4 separate regions of the Mus musculus genome follow, and regions 2, 3 and 4 are each linked to region 1. A link is a contact called in public promoter capture Hi-C data. All regions are on one chromosome and are shown on one strand. Each heading gives the region's core, a stretch centred on a gene start, on an enhancer-like site or on the middle of the called end of the contact. The rest is flanking DNA. Distances are from core to core; before and after follow the strand shown. Region 1 holds the start of Acsl5 (acyl-CoA synthetase long-chain family member 5). Region 2 holds the start of Casp7 (caspase 7). Region 3 has its middle 40 kb from the start of Gm41865. Region 4 overlaps Habp2 (hyaluronic acid binding protein 2).

What was found. Promoter capture Hi-C pulls out the DNA fragments that hold promoters and counts their contacts.
Region 2: a contact with region 1 is called in a promoter capture Hi-C map of the HPC-7 cell line. The contact joins the promoter of Casp7 here to the promoter of Acsl5 in region 1. A contact is called at or near these places in 2 of 39 promoter capture datasets (the HPC-7 cell line and neutrophils), 1 of 115 datasets of contacts at active chromatin or transcription factors (pancreatic cancer cells) and 2 of 9 other capture datasets (adipose tissue and liver).
Region 3: a contact with region 1 is called in a promoter capture Hi-C map of pre-B cells, with 4 times the contacts expected there. The contact joins the enhancer-like site here to the promoter of Acsl5 in region 1. A contact is called at or near these places in 4 of 39 promoter capture datasets (the 3T3-L1 cell line, liver, pre-B cells and 1 more) and 4 of 115 datasets of contacts at active chromatin or transcription factors (embryonic stem cells and large pre-B cells).
Region 4: a contact with region 1 is called in a promoter capture Hi-C map of the 3T3-L1 cell line, with 6 times the contacts expected there. The contact joins the enhancer-like site here to the promoter of Acsl5 in region 1. A contact is called at or near these places in 12 of 39 promoter capture datasets (the 3T3-L1 cell line, 3T3-L1-derived adipocytes, the C10 cell line and 8 more), 1 of 115 datasets of contacts at active chromatin or transcription factors (large pre-B cells) and 1 of 9 other capture datasets (macrophages).

The regions. Positions count from the first base shown.
Region 1 is chr19:55,251,852-55,255,193 of GRCm38.p6, reverse strand. Acsl5 (acyl-CoA synthetase long-chain family member 5) reads right to left here and starts at 1,825. Exons shown (of 22, transcript NM_027976.2): 1 at 1,028-1,825.
Region 2 is chr19:56,395,462-56,398,803 of GRCm38.p6, reverse strand. It overlaps Casp7 (caspase 7), which reads right to left and starts at 1,675. Exons shown (of 7, transcript NM_007611.2): 1 at 1,487-1,675.
Region 3 is chr19:54,113,244-54,116,585 of GRCm38.p6, reverse strand. No RefSeq gene overlaps it. Among named protein-coding and RNA genes, the nearest start is that of Gm41865, 40 kb to the left of the region's middle. Within about 2 kb of position 1,570, at least 116 of the 459 cell types and tissues checked have an H3K27ac peak or open chromatin away from gene starts, as enhancers often do.
Region 4 is chr19:56,318,498-56,321,839 of GRCm38.p6, reverse strand. Habp2 (hyaluronic acid binding protein 2) reads right to left here. Exons shown (of 13, transcript NM_001329935.1): 13 at 1,020-2,369. The coding sequence ends at 2,205. Nrap (nebulin-related anchoring protein) reads left to right here. Exons shown (of 42, transcript NM_008733.4): 40 at 1-117; 41 at 824-955; 42 at 1,538-1,799. The coding sequence ends at 1,645. Among named protein-coding and RNA genes, the nearest start is that of Gm32257, 31 kb to the right of the region's middle. Within about 2 kb of position 1,534, at least 44 of the 459 cell types and tissues checked have an H3K27ac peak or open chromatin away from gene starts, as enhancers often do. A contact at or near this core is called in the HPC-7 cell line, where this site is marked.

The DNA of each region.
Region 1 (3,342 bases), core at 576-3,075:
AAATAAAATAAAATTGTAATATAGCTTGGCTGAAATTTCGTTTATCTGAACAGTATTTTTTTTAATTAAATTGAATATGCTTCTCTGGGTTATAGGAGCTGCAATTTTTTCTAGTGTCTCCAACACCAATATCCCATAAATACACCAGCTACTTCGCCTGCCTAAGTAAGCTACCTGCTTTTCTCAAAGCGCCTGCATTTACAGCTATTGTTTTATTTAGTCTATTGTGCCTTTCATTGGTAGAGACGGACACATGAGTGATGCTCACAAGATTTTATACTGTTCCTTCCAAGGTGAATTCTAAAATTACCTGAAATAACTGCCATGTGCACACAGAGGGCGGGGTCAGAATCCACTGCCTTCTATCTCCAGTTTTTAAACCTGACCAATGCTTTATTTTATTTTAGACCCTGCCTCTTACAAGGCACCAATCAACTGTAAGTAGGAAGTTTAGATTCAACCCTGCCATTCAGACTAGACTGTCAAAGGGGAGGGGGAGGGGCGATACCACTAGGAGGTATCAAAGCCCAGCTCCTGCAGCCCCTTTTCAAGGCTCCCAAAACCCTTTAAGAGCATCTTAGGTCTAACCAGTGTTTATAGCTCTGAAAAGAGACCCAGCTTCATTCGGCCTGTATCTCCATCTCTTTGGACTGATTCCTTAGCTCTTACCATCAGAGGGAGTCAAAACTCAGTGAAAATCAGGGTTAACCCCCCACCCCCACCCCCCAGCCCACCCCAGGGAGCTATGCCGCCACGTGCTCGGGTCTGCCAAAAGGTCTCTGCTTGTATTCCACCCCTTAAGAGAAAGTCCCTCCCTGTGTCCTCTTCCTCCTTCCCCTCATCCCTCCTGATGCAGAGGAGCCCTCCACTCCCAGGCAGAGAGAGCATGGCGCGCACACGTGGAGGCACAGCAAGCTTTGAATTCCAAGCAGCTTCCTGAAGTGGGCAGGGAGGAGGGATTTGGGATGCCTCTGTCACGCGTGCAGGAGCCCCGTCCTAGGATCACACCCGGCTCCAGATCCCTTACCCTGGGAAGGGCCGCACGCACGCCTTGGAGCTTCCGAGTGAGGCTTTCTGGCTCCGGCTTCTTGCTGGCAGGAGAGCCTCGGTCCTCCCTTCCTCACCCCGGGCTTCTCCGCGGGCAGGGTGACTTCAGAGCGTCCATGCAGGCAGGCAGGCAGGCAGCCTGGCTAGTGGCCCCACTTCTGCCCTGCCCTGATCTGTCCCAGCCAGGCCATAGCCGGGCTTTCTGACATGCTGGTGCTGGGGACTTCACTTCCTGGTTTGGCTTTTTTTTCCCTCCTCCTTCACAACTGAAAGTGGAACCGCTTTTGACTAGGAGGAGACAGATATCCAAAGCTACCCTAGCCGGTTTTCAAAGCCTTTAACCTCAATCCCCAGGGGCTGAAACACGAGCCACCTTTGCATCAACACAGTCCACCTGCTCCCGCTGGTCCCACTAGCTCTTCTCCAAGATGAAAATCCAAATGAAAACGAGTTGAGGTGGCCCTGGGTTCATTGCCAGAGAAACGGAGGTGACGTTGTTCCCCGCTGCGTTCGCAGGACAGGAAAGTCCAGCTAGAGGGACCTCCGCCCTTAGGTTAGATGCAGCACGACTGTCTCTTTCTCTGTGTAGCTCCTTTCGCCAGTCCCCAGACCTCCCTGATTCAAAAAGCCAGGCACCTCTGCACCTCGCAGAGACAACAGAATAGATAAATAAGCCAGGAACCACGGGGGCAGAGAGCCATTCAGTTGAAGTGGCTCCCTTTCCGCAGACACACCAGCTCAGCTCCGGCTCTCACCCCGCCAAGTTTAAGGATGAAATGTGTTCTGTGACCCCTCTTACACCTCAGCATTATCCGGGTTCACAGTTGTCTTAATCGATCACCCTTTGAGGTTCTGGTCTCCCAGGGACACAAGGAGACCTCGGTCTCAGAATTGGAAGAGAGATGACAGGTTCTGCCCCCTCCCTCTCCCCCACTCCCGCTGCAACCTCACGACACGCAGAATCAAGTAGCATTTTCCCGGCCTTGATCCCTCCAAGGATTGACAGGAAGTTCAAGGTGAAGACTTCACTAGAGTGCTAGCCTACCTTAGGATTCCTTCTTTGTGCAGAGAGCACCCCATACCCACCCACCCCTGCTATAAAGACCAGGAAAAACAAACCGGTGCCACACCTCAGAGACCTGCAGGTCTGACCCCTTGGGAAGGACGGATAGAGGTGCCTCTAGCTTTTGTTTAATTTTGGAGCTCAGCTTCCCAGGAGACTTTTCTCCCCCCCCCCCCCGGCGTCCCCCCCCCCCCCAGGAAAACCTCAGGTGGGAAAGTGCATGCCAAGCCTCAGATGTCTATCTAGGATATCTATCTCTGGTTTCTAAGTCCTGTTTTATCCCATCTCCCATAGCAGGAGCACACCAACTAGTCTAATTGTTGTTTTTGACGTCATGGATCTCTAGAATTAAGTGTCCGTTTCAGCAAGGGCTGGGTCATTCTAAGATCTTGTTGTCTTGTCTTTCCATCCAGTTCCACCGCATGGTAATGACACTCTAAATGTTTCCCACATGGGGAGGATTCTGACATCGCCCAAGATTTCTATACGATGGAGCAGACCGTAGAGACAGACTAGGTCAACTATAGCTCTACCACTAGCTATACTAGTGGGTTAGGCATACTACTCCCCTTATAGGAGATGCTCCTAATGTCACCACATACCCTGCCTTTAGGATGCTTTCCAGACCCTAAGAGTGTCACAACCCGGAAGTCCTTCCTCCCTCCGGAGACATCAACAATTGTTAAGTGGCTCCTCTTAAGAATTTCTGAATGGAAGATGAAAGAAACCTGCATCCTTGCTCCAACTTTACCCTTTACAAAAGGCTTTATACCCTCACATTCTCTTCCAATTCTTTTGATTTTTTTTTCCTCTTCTAAGAGTCAAGTGGCTCAAATGTTTTCCTTTCAAATTGACATCTTTCTTTGCCTCCCACACAAGTGAGCTGAGAGATTATCACCCCTGTTATGAAAGAGCTTTAGTCAGGTTACAGATGAATACACACTCACTTTCTCCCCCGCCATATCTATCTACTCCCTCTAGCCCATAGGCCAGAGAAGGCAGCTTACCTCTTGAGAATGGTCACAGCAGCTAGGTTGAGGAATGGCTTCTCTTGCAGCTAGCTCTCTCTGTTCAGCACCACATGAAGCTGCCTCTGCCTTTCCACGCTCCAGGACGAGGCGCACCTGAAGCCACCGGATCTTGCTCTGAGTGTCCTGCCAGCTGCTCTGGAACCTTTGGACCTGTTTCGATAGAGGTGCAAAGGTAGAAGTTACCTGCTCACTCAGAGTCAC
Region 2 (3,342 bases), core at 426-2,925, 1.1 Mb before region 1:
AATAATACGTCCAGCCACTCCCTGGCTACCCCAAATTCCTGTCTTACAATGTGGCTGCTCCTACTTGCAATCACTTTGGCCACTGGGATGCCACCTGCCCTGAGAGCTTCCCCAGACCCATGCTATGGGGTGTGGTGCCTAGTTTTGTTTTGTTGTTGTTTTTGTTTTTTGGGTTTTTTTTTTTTTTTTTTTTTTTTTTTTTTGGTCAAGTTGACACAGCCTAATATCACCAGGGAACAGGAAATCTCACTTGAGGAATTGCCCAGATCACAATGGCCTGTGGCTATGTCTATAGGGAAGTGCCTTGACCAATGGCTGGTGTGGGAGGGGAGGGCCCAGCCCACTGTAGTGGTACCATCCACAGGCTGTGTACTAATGGTAGCTGAGTGAGTAATCAGATTTCCTGCCTCCAGGCTCCTGCCTCGACTTCCCTCAATGACAGACTGTGACCTGAAGTCGTCAAATGAAATAAAGCCTTTCCTCTCTATGGTCATGGTGTTTATCCCAGCAAGAGAAAGCAGGCTAAGCAAGTTGATTGAGGTGGGTCTTCCTGAGGAAACAGGCTGCCTGCTTCCCAAACACAGCAACATTGAACAGGCTCACCTCCTGCCCAAATGCATACTTCCTTAAGTGAAAAAGTCCCGAGGCTGCCACCCAACCCATCAGTGTCACCTGAGGTTCACACCATGAGGGAACTAGAGACTTTGCCCATGTCCTATAGGAGGTTGCAGAGTGGCAGATTGTAATGCTAGGCTTTAACAATATGGACAGGGGTGTAAGGTTACGCTGGCCAAAATCTGAAGGAAGAAACAGCTTGTCAACAGAAAACCAGGGCCTTATCAGTTATCTCAGCTCAAGAGAAAGGCCTGTGAACTGCTTACAAACACCGCCTGTGCCTACTAATAAACTTACTTCCCCATAAACCCGAAAGGCCAAGGAGTAAAGGTGAGGTGTCGCCTGGAGCTCATACTGACAAGTGTCGCTTGCCAGTTTTTCACCAGTCTTAAGTCACTGTAAGAGTCTAAGAGTCCCGATGCAAGGGTCCCCAGACAAGAAAGAGTGTTTCAAGCACACTTCGCCTAGGTTAAAGACCTATGCACCTAACTCCCTCTTTCCCTGAGCACAAGCCACCAGAACCGCCCAAGATTCCCATTAAATGGACCCGGCAGCGCCTAAGTTCCCGGTCTGACAAGGTAGTCCTTGCGGGTTCAAACAACCACATCTACTGCCCTACACCCGCTCTTTCTTCCCTGTTACATCCGGAATGGCACCGGATGTCGTGAGACCCTGGTCCAGAAGACCAAGGGACCGCCGTGCCGAGCAAAGCGGGCGATGGCCAGGCATGTTGGAGAGCCTTCCGCGCCACAGCGCCCTGCAAGCAAGTTCTGCGAGCCTGCGGGAGGGAGGGGGACTCTGGGCGGGGACGCGCGGGAGGAAGGAGCTCGCGGAAGAGGGGAGGGAAAGCCGCGATGGCGGCCCAAGTTACCGTTCCCACGGCGGCGGCCAGGAGCCCACGGCAGCGTCCGTCCTCCGCAAGGGTCGAGGGCAGCTTTGGGAAAACTGAAAGCAAAAGTCCCAGAGGCGGAGGGGGAGGAGCGGGCGGGCCGGACGGGGCTGTGCCTGCAGCCCGGGAAAGCTGGGGGCGAGCGGGAACGCGCGCTACGGAGCCCGCCGCGGGAGAAGCTCGCGCGGGAAGCTCGCGCGGGAAGCCCTCGCCGCCCACGTGCTGCGTCCCCCCCTCTGCGACGTTTGGGCGACCCCTGCGGCTGCAGGAACTGGGCAGATAGAGCGCTCCCTACAGAACTGGCGGGCTCTGCAAAACTGCCAGCCAGAAAAGTGACCGTGACCCCGGGCTACCTGCTGCAAATCTGTTAAGTTCTCTGAAAATATGACTGCGCGCTTGGTCCAGACCTCTGCGAAGTTGGCAAGCGTCACCGGCACGGGAGGAGAGCGGCCCTGCAAATTGGGGCTATCCCTGTCCCCTCCTCTATGCCACATATGCAAATTTCCCCGCGCTCACCAGAGAGGAGTACTAAGAGACTCTAAAACTGTAAACGTCAAAAGTTCCACTGAGAACGCATTCTACAAAACTGTCTACCCAGCAGATGGACCCAAAATTCTGACTTGCTCTCCGCGATGGGGCACCTGTCTCGTTCTGTTTTTGTTTTTTACCTTTTTCCTAACACAAGCTGCTTCTCGACCAGATACTGTGCACCACCAGTCGCTTTAGTCTGATGTCTTCCCAGACGTTGTTGGGGAGGGGGGCGAACTTTGTCTTAAACACGTTTATACCTCCCAAACCCAGCTTGCACGGATATTGCGCCAAAATCATCATCCATGTGTGCTACCTCCCGTGTCAGGCACTAGGTTTGAGGAAGCAGACAGTGAGCTAACATGGGTTCCTGTTCATGTCATCTTCGACACAGACAGACAGACAGACAGATCTGGGCTTCCATCTGTAGACGCTTCCAATTCCTCCCCTCCACCTAGAGTTCTCAGAACAGCTCATTCACTCACACTGAAGCAAGCTATGTGAGAGAACTTTGTGAAAACGCCAGAGATACTCGATTCTCAGACCTACAGGTCTCCGGAGCCATCAAGGCTATTTTATTTGCTAGCATGGTTTTTCTTGAACCCCAGAGTTTTAGCACTAACTCTAGAATCTCAGCCAGTATGGGCACTTTCAATTCTTAATATGCCTGCCCTCCTTCTTATTTAATAATGCTAGTGTCCCTGAACTGTGGAGGCAAATGTTGGGGTAAGCCATGGCTCACGCTATGGTGATTTGCTTTTTAAAACTGACAGTCCTTTGAAAAATGAAGAAATCCTATCTCCACTATAATTTATCTTTGTGTAAACCATGACTTTTTCCAGGGTAGTCCTAAAACGTGGAACATTTAACAACCAATCTCTACTTATTTGGTGGTGAGGAATGTGAGAAGCTGCCCACCTGACAGCACCAGGGTCCTGTTGCCTGGACAGTGATGTTCTATCCACAAGAAGGTTTGCCTGTGCTGTGGCATGCGTGGCGCATCCGCACACAGGAATCCATCCCTCACGCAGATGGAGAGGCAGGGCGGCACCACAGGAAACCTCTTGTCTGTTCTTGCTTGTGGGTCGGCGTGAGAACATCCACTTACTTGCTCCCAGCCTGGATCATTACAGTACCGACTCTTAAACTTCTGGAAGCACAGAAGGGAAGAGACCCATGGCAGCTTCCGCTCTGTAATATTGTACTGACACCTTAAATGCAAGTGATTTCTCTCCTGAATGTCTCTCCTAGGTCTCCCCAGCTTTGGTGTTATGGCTTAACCCCAGGGCTTTGGAGAGAAGAAGCTTCGC
Region 3 (3,342 bases), core at 321-2,820, 1.1 Mb after region 1:
GATTATTTTAATTTTTTGAGATTATAATATAGCATTTCTTCCTTCCCTTTCCTCTCTTCAAACCTTCCCATGTACCTCCTTCTGCCTGGTCTCTTTCAAAACTGTGACCTCTGTTTATTGTTATACACACACACACACACACACACACACACACACTCATACTCACACAAATATTATAAGTATACACAGTTATGTAGCCAAATTGTTAGGTGTGTGTGTGTCCTTCCGTAGGGAAGACCTTCTCGACTCTCCTCAGTTGCCTGTAGTTTTAGAGTGGAGGCCCCCAGAGCTTCCCATGTTCAACATTAGCATGTCTATCCACAGCATCTTTGTTCAGATCATGCTTAGCCAGTCATGTTGTCTACCTGGTTTTTAAGAGCCGTGCCTGAGTACTGCATTGTGAGAGAGTGCCTAGTTTGTGGACAGCTCTTCCGTGGACAGGTCTGTGGGCCACACAGGTGTTCCTTGCTCGGCAGTCTGTCACTGAGGGCTTGTGTGCACAGCTTTTTTCATAGCTTTGTGTGCCTCTGAGGAGACATTTTCAAGGATAAATTCTAGATTTGAATTGTTAGGTCCTTATAGCCCTCTTTCCTTCCTCTGCTGAACCGTGGCAGTTTCTACACCCAAGAGTCTCCCAGAAATAACTGCTGATTGCCCAAACAGGATTCTGTAAAGAGAAATGGCCCTGACAAGCCTATTCCTGGTTCCTGGTAAGGGAGCTTTTGAGGATGGGTCTCGCTGTTGAACTCAGTCCCTTTTGTAAAAACACAATACAGCAATACTTTCTTCCCACTGGGCTCAGAGGAAGGGTTACATCACATCGGTGTTTGTTCAATTTGCCAAATATTTCCTAAGCATATCCAGAATTAGAAACAATATCAGCAGTAATTTATGAGTTTTTTTATTTTTTTTAAAGTTGATAGTTCCAATGAAATAGCAGAGTCTTTTCTTAGTTTCACCTCACACTGTCTGCTGGGAAGTGCAGCTCTTTTTGGCCTGGGATTGTTGCTCTGTGCAGGTGTCCTGCTGAATACCCTGCAGCAGGGTACAGTCCAGTGCTTGGCACTGCCTGGCAGGCATGATCCCCAGGGTCCGGGGTGCATGCACACACCTCATTGCAAACCAGCATGAATTTGCGTCAAGGGTAATAGCCGTGGCTAGTGTCTTTATGAAGAGTTTGTGTGTATTGCTTTACTTCGTTCTTTTTTAAAGTCACAAACCATAGTAAAGGGAGACAAGAATCATCACTGACTGAAGATCAGAAGAAGGGCGATCCACCCAACAGCTCAGCAGATCCGCAAAAGGCAGATCTGCAACTCTCACTAGGACTGGTGAGTTGATGGCTTAAGACATTCAGACTAAAAGGCACGGCTGTGCTGAGTCACGTGAGCATCGTCCTCTTCCCTTTACCGCTGTGTAGACTCTCCTCTCCCCGGGGTCTATGTCCTCTCATTCTCCAAGTAAACAAAGAAGTTGCTGAAGAAATGAGAGGTGGCTGAGCCTGGTTCAGTGTCAGCCAGGGAGCGAAATGAAAGCTGCCGCTGACACCAGGACACGCCCATCCCAGCAGGACACGCCCATCCCAGCAGGACACACTTATCCACCAGTACGATCCTATCCCGCTAGCACATCTACTATGCACTAGGACACAGTTAATTCTCAGTTTATCTATTGCTGGCCTAATTCAGGGGTGTCAAATTATGAGACAAAGGAGAAGAGAGACTGCGAGCTGAGGCTGGACAAGAGGGAGAGAACAGTAAAGCCTAGACTTGGACGGGAAGCCGGCCCCGTCTCTCCCGCAGGCAAACAGATTTTCTCCCTAGCTTTGTATAAGGAGGGAGAATCAAGCTTCTTATACCGTCCTAAGCAAACAGGTCGGCTATAGTTGACAATTTCTGCCATGGTGTCTTGTCATTTTCCTCTATTAGAGTCACGAAGTTAGGGGTTTGTCCTCTCCGGGGAGCCCACAATGCCCTGCCCTGCCCCTCTTCCCTAAACCTATGTGTTTATGGCCCAGCCTCAACACCTCCCTGGCTAGCTCCTATTGATTTTCTTAGCAGTCTCTCTTAATATTCAATTCCATTTTTCACTGATCTTTGACATCTTTGATCTCCTTCCTCGGGGCTGGCTTCCCTGGTCTCCCGGGACTTCTGAAGCTGTAGACCATTCTCCTGCATTGGCCTTCAAGTGTACCATCCCTTCCACTCCCCAGCTTGCGATGAGCCTAGTTCCACGGCACCTGCGATGACTACCTATGGTCCGGGATTCCTGGACACTAACATCACAAGTAAACAACAGAAGGCATGAGAACAGAATTCAACACCTCGGTGGGCCTGGCACTCCCAGGAGACCTGCAAAGGAGCTGAGGTGGTAATGTTAGTTCTACCATGGATGCTTAGGGGTGGCAAAATTTTAAAACTATCTCTCATGGGGCACTCCTATGTTCTAAGGACTAGTCCCACCTGCAGCCTGTTGTTTAAAAAAAAAAAAAAAAAAAAAAACCCAAGCATTCAATTTTACCAATGAAGACTCAGAAGCTAGATGCTGGGGTGAAAGCCTGCTACCTCCGACAGGAAGAGGAAGCACCCAGCTGACCTTCCTACTCCACCGAGGGTCCCAGAAGGAAAAGGCTCCTCCTGCTTCTTAAATCCCCTTCAACTCAAAGCCCGGCCTTTCCATTTACCTATGTTCACTTCCTGTCAGCTGCTTGCTTGCCCCACCTCTTCACTTAGCGTTGAATTTATTAAGCTCTTGTATTGAAGGTGTATTCTAGGGCTGAACCACACCACTGCAAATTTTTTCCAGTGCAGATCAAATATCCTGCAACAGCAGCCTTCCTTCTTGAGGCCTCTGCTTGAATGACAATGGGGCATCTTCAACTTAGCAAGTGCACAGCCGAAGTGGCCTTTGTCCCTGTCCCCTTCGCTCCAGCTTCAGCATCTCAGGAAACAGCACGGGTGGTGCTCACAGACACGCCCATCATCATGCCTCATTCCCCTTTACTTGAGGTCATTGACACAACTCTACCTTCTCAGGGCTTCTCCCGCCCATTATTCCTCTGCACTTTCACTGCCATTGTCCCTTCAAACCACCATGACCTCAGGGCTAGTCTATTTATTCTTCTAGCCTCCCGAATGGCCTTCCTGATCCAGTTCTTACCCCCCCTCAGATCGGTTTTAACTTTTAGAGTGAGCATAGACGGACACCAGCTGCGGTGCAAACACTCCAGTGGATTCTCACTGCTCTTGAAGTTAAGTTGGCTTACAGAGGCCTGTGCAGTCCATAGTCTCCTTGCTCCCCATTCTGCTCCATCCTCTCCTTCCTCTAATTGCTCTGCCACCC
Region 4 (3,342 bases), core at 285-2,784, 1.1 Mb before region 1:
AGGAGCCAGCAGCTGGCCAGCGATGTCCTCTATAGGCAGCCACTGCCTCAGCACACCAGCGACCCAGAACAGCTGGGCCTGAAGCATGCCCGGAAAGCCCATCAGCTGCAGAGTGATGTGAGCTGCCTCCACTTATGCCCTGTTACCTCCTGGGGAAGCAGGCTGAGAAGGCGTAATTACAGACATTCCCAAGTCTGCCACAAATGTACCAAATGCTTTCTCAGGATTGGGTGGTGTGGCCTTTTTAACAGACAAGGAACCCAAGCCAGGTGAAATTAAGCAACCTAAGATCACACAGGAAATAAGCGGCAGCCCCAGGGTATTTGATGACATAGCCCAACTTCTTATTTTTCTTAATTAATTAACTTGTACTGGGGATTGAGCCAAGGGCCTTATGCATGTTGGTCATGTGCTCTGCCACCTCAGCAGCTGTCCGGTCTGAAAGCTCGGGCCCATGGTGGTTCCGTTCTGCTATTTCCATGGGGTCTTGATAATTACAGAAGCCAGTTTTATGCTTTCCCTGATTTGCAACTGAAGCTCAGAGAGGGGAGGTGAGTTTTACAAGGACACAGAGATAGGAGCTCAGACTTGAACCAGGTATCTCCAGGGTATTTTATTACCCAACTGGAATTTTGGGAGCAAATGCATAGTGGCTGGCCAGGCTTATTGTTCAGGTCCTCTGCATCACATGACCGCTCTTTGTTCTGACTTTAATGATGTCAGTGTGGTCCAGCATCTCCGGGCTGCCTTTTAAATCTCCCTCACTCCACTGTCAAAGCACCCAATCTTGCTGACTTTCCTCTTGCTCCTTCCTTCCCTCAAGGTCAAGTACAAATCTGACTTGAACCTGACTCGAGGTGTTGGCTGGACCCCTCCTGGCTCCTACAAAGTGGAAATGGCTCGACGGGCTGCAGAACTGGCCAACAGGAGGGGCCCGGGGATCCGGGGGGCTTCTGTGAGTAACAGGCCGCAAGCTGCACCCTGCCTTGCGAGACCACGGGAAATACAAACCCGTTGTTGCTTTTCAAAGTTTATTTTTGGCCAAAGGTCAGCTAGTTCTAAAGAAGCGTGAAAGGCAGCCGAACAAGGCGCCTAATTTCATGGGTCTGAGATGACCGGGCGGATGACACCTGGGTTAAACTTCCCGCGGGCTTCCTCTGAAGTCACAGCCATTAGTTCTGCAGAGGCAAACCTACCAGGGCGACATCAATCCCGGGCCAGGGCAGCCCAGGCTGTGCTGACTGCTTGCTCGTTACATTCGCGGAAAGGGTCAGGGACTTGCTGGCTCCAGCAGTCTGCATTTTGAACCCTACTTTGTTCAGGAGAGAGACAGCACATCTAAATGAGAAGCAGGTTTTGCTTCCTTCTCATCTCTGCCTTGAGGATCCTTTTTCTTGGACCGGGGTGGAAGAGAGGACAAAGGAGGGGTGGGGAGCTCGTTAGATGTTTGCCGGGCATCTTAGCACGGCTTGTGGGAGCAGCAACGGGGTTTCCTGTGAACTCAGTGGAGGTGGGGCGCTATGTGTGGCTTCCGCAGGTGGAGCCAGAGGCAGCAGCGGCGCTAGGAGATCATCAGAGCAGGGGGGTGAACCCGGATGCCTCGGAGATCCTGCATATCCACAAGAAGAAGACTCTGCTGATGTGAGCCTCCTTAAGAAGCCCCCTTGAGGGCTGCTTGCCAAAGGCATGCCTCTGTGGCTTTGGTCTGGATGAGCGAGTGTTTTAAAAAAAAAAAAAAACTGGCACACCCTCCCCGTGCCCACATCTGCCTTTATTAAAATAACAACTCTGAAAGCAAACAAAGAGCTTGTGGTTTTGGGGGCTTCTCTCTGATGGCTGCATGAGAATGGCTGGTTCTGTGGAGGACCCTGATGGTATGGACAAAAGATAAAGAGTCAAGGAAACATCTCCTGGTGCGGGGCAAGCAGGGATCTCAGATTCGCAGTCTCCATGGTGGAGAACGTCTCTGAATTCTGGTTATCTAGAAGGTACACTTGTCAGAACGGGGGCAAAGATAATGTATTTCTTGTTGGTTCCCAGAGAGAAAAGGCCTCATGAAATGATATAGTGCCAGTCTGGAAAGGCCCAGGCTGGGCAACAATGCCTCTGTCTAGAGCATGGACCCAGGACATCCCTGGCTACGCAGGAAGCCCCTCTTGTTTGGTGCTAAAGACGAGGGGCTTCAAGGCTCTGCAGACAGCACCTCAGAGGCCAGCCTCCCTGTGCATGGTGGTCTTTATCCAATTCAGGAACTTGGTGACTTGAGTGTAGACTCCTGGCTTCTTCCCACATTCCTGGCCCCAGCTTACAATCCCGTAGACGTAGTAAGTTCCATCCTTCTCACAGGTTAGAGGGCCCCCCGAGTCACCCTAAAGGGAGAGCAGAAGGGGTTCAGCCTTGTGAACTTGATTCAGACACGCCTACAAGGGGAGGGTGGAGCCAAGTCACCTGCTAGCTACCCTGGGCTTCTCGGAGGAACCAGTGCTCAAGCTTCCCATGATGCACAGCTCCAAAGGGAGAGAAGCTAATCCCAGCTCCAGTTCCTGAGTTTGGAAAAAGTTTGAAGCCCAGGACTGCAGCCGCAGTGCTGCGGGCAAGTAATGGTTCCTGACTCTCAATTCTAGAATTTTCCATTCCCAGGGTTCCTCAACTTCTTTTAGTAGCTGACCAAGGTGGGTGATGGCTTGTTTGGACGGGCCCAGATAAGGAGTACGGCAGAGACCCAGAGGTAGTCTATATCTTTAACCTACTGCCTGCTGAGCAGTGTGGCCTGAGGCCTTGCCTTTTCAGTGGAGTGCTGTGGAGAACCATAGAGGAACTGTGCTCCTGAGAAGGACTGTAGTGATTCTTTCTGAAGTGTGTAGGCCAGGGCAGAGAGATGGGCAGGAGGGAAGCAGAGAAGGAAACAACTTGCTTAGTCGCCGCAACTAATAGCTTTTGTCACATAACTTTACTTTCCTAATCATAGCCAATACCTTGTGATCTTGCAGGCACTTTATCTGAAGTTTGATACATTTTTTTTTTTCAAGGATTGATCAAGGTCCTATAATACGAGACAGATCAGGTTTCAAAACCATGGCTATTGGCTTCCCTTCAGCATAGCCCTTGAGCTTCATAGAAAACCAAGCATACTGTGATCCTGGTGAGCCTGCTTATCCTCCAAGAGCGTAGGGAAAACCACACCCACTTGCTCGTCTCCATCCTGAGCATGTGGCTATCCACGACCCTTGGAGAAGTATAGAGGATCAAAACAGAGACATGGTCTCTGGAGAGAGGAACAAACCCAAAGAGGCTGTGAGCTGGCTGGTTATCGTCGGGTCTGTTTGTAGGGAGGCTCTATCA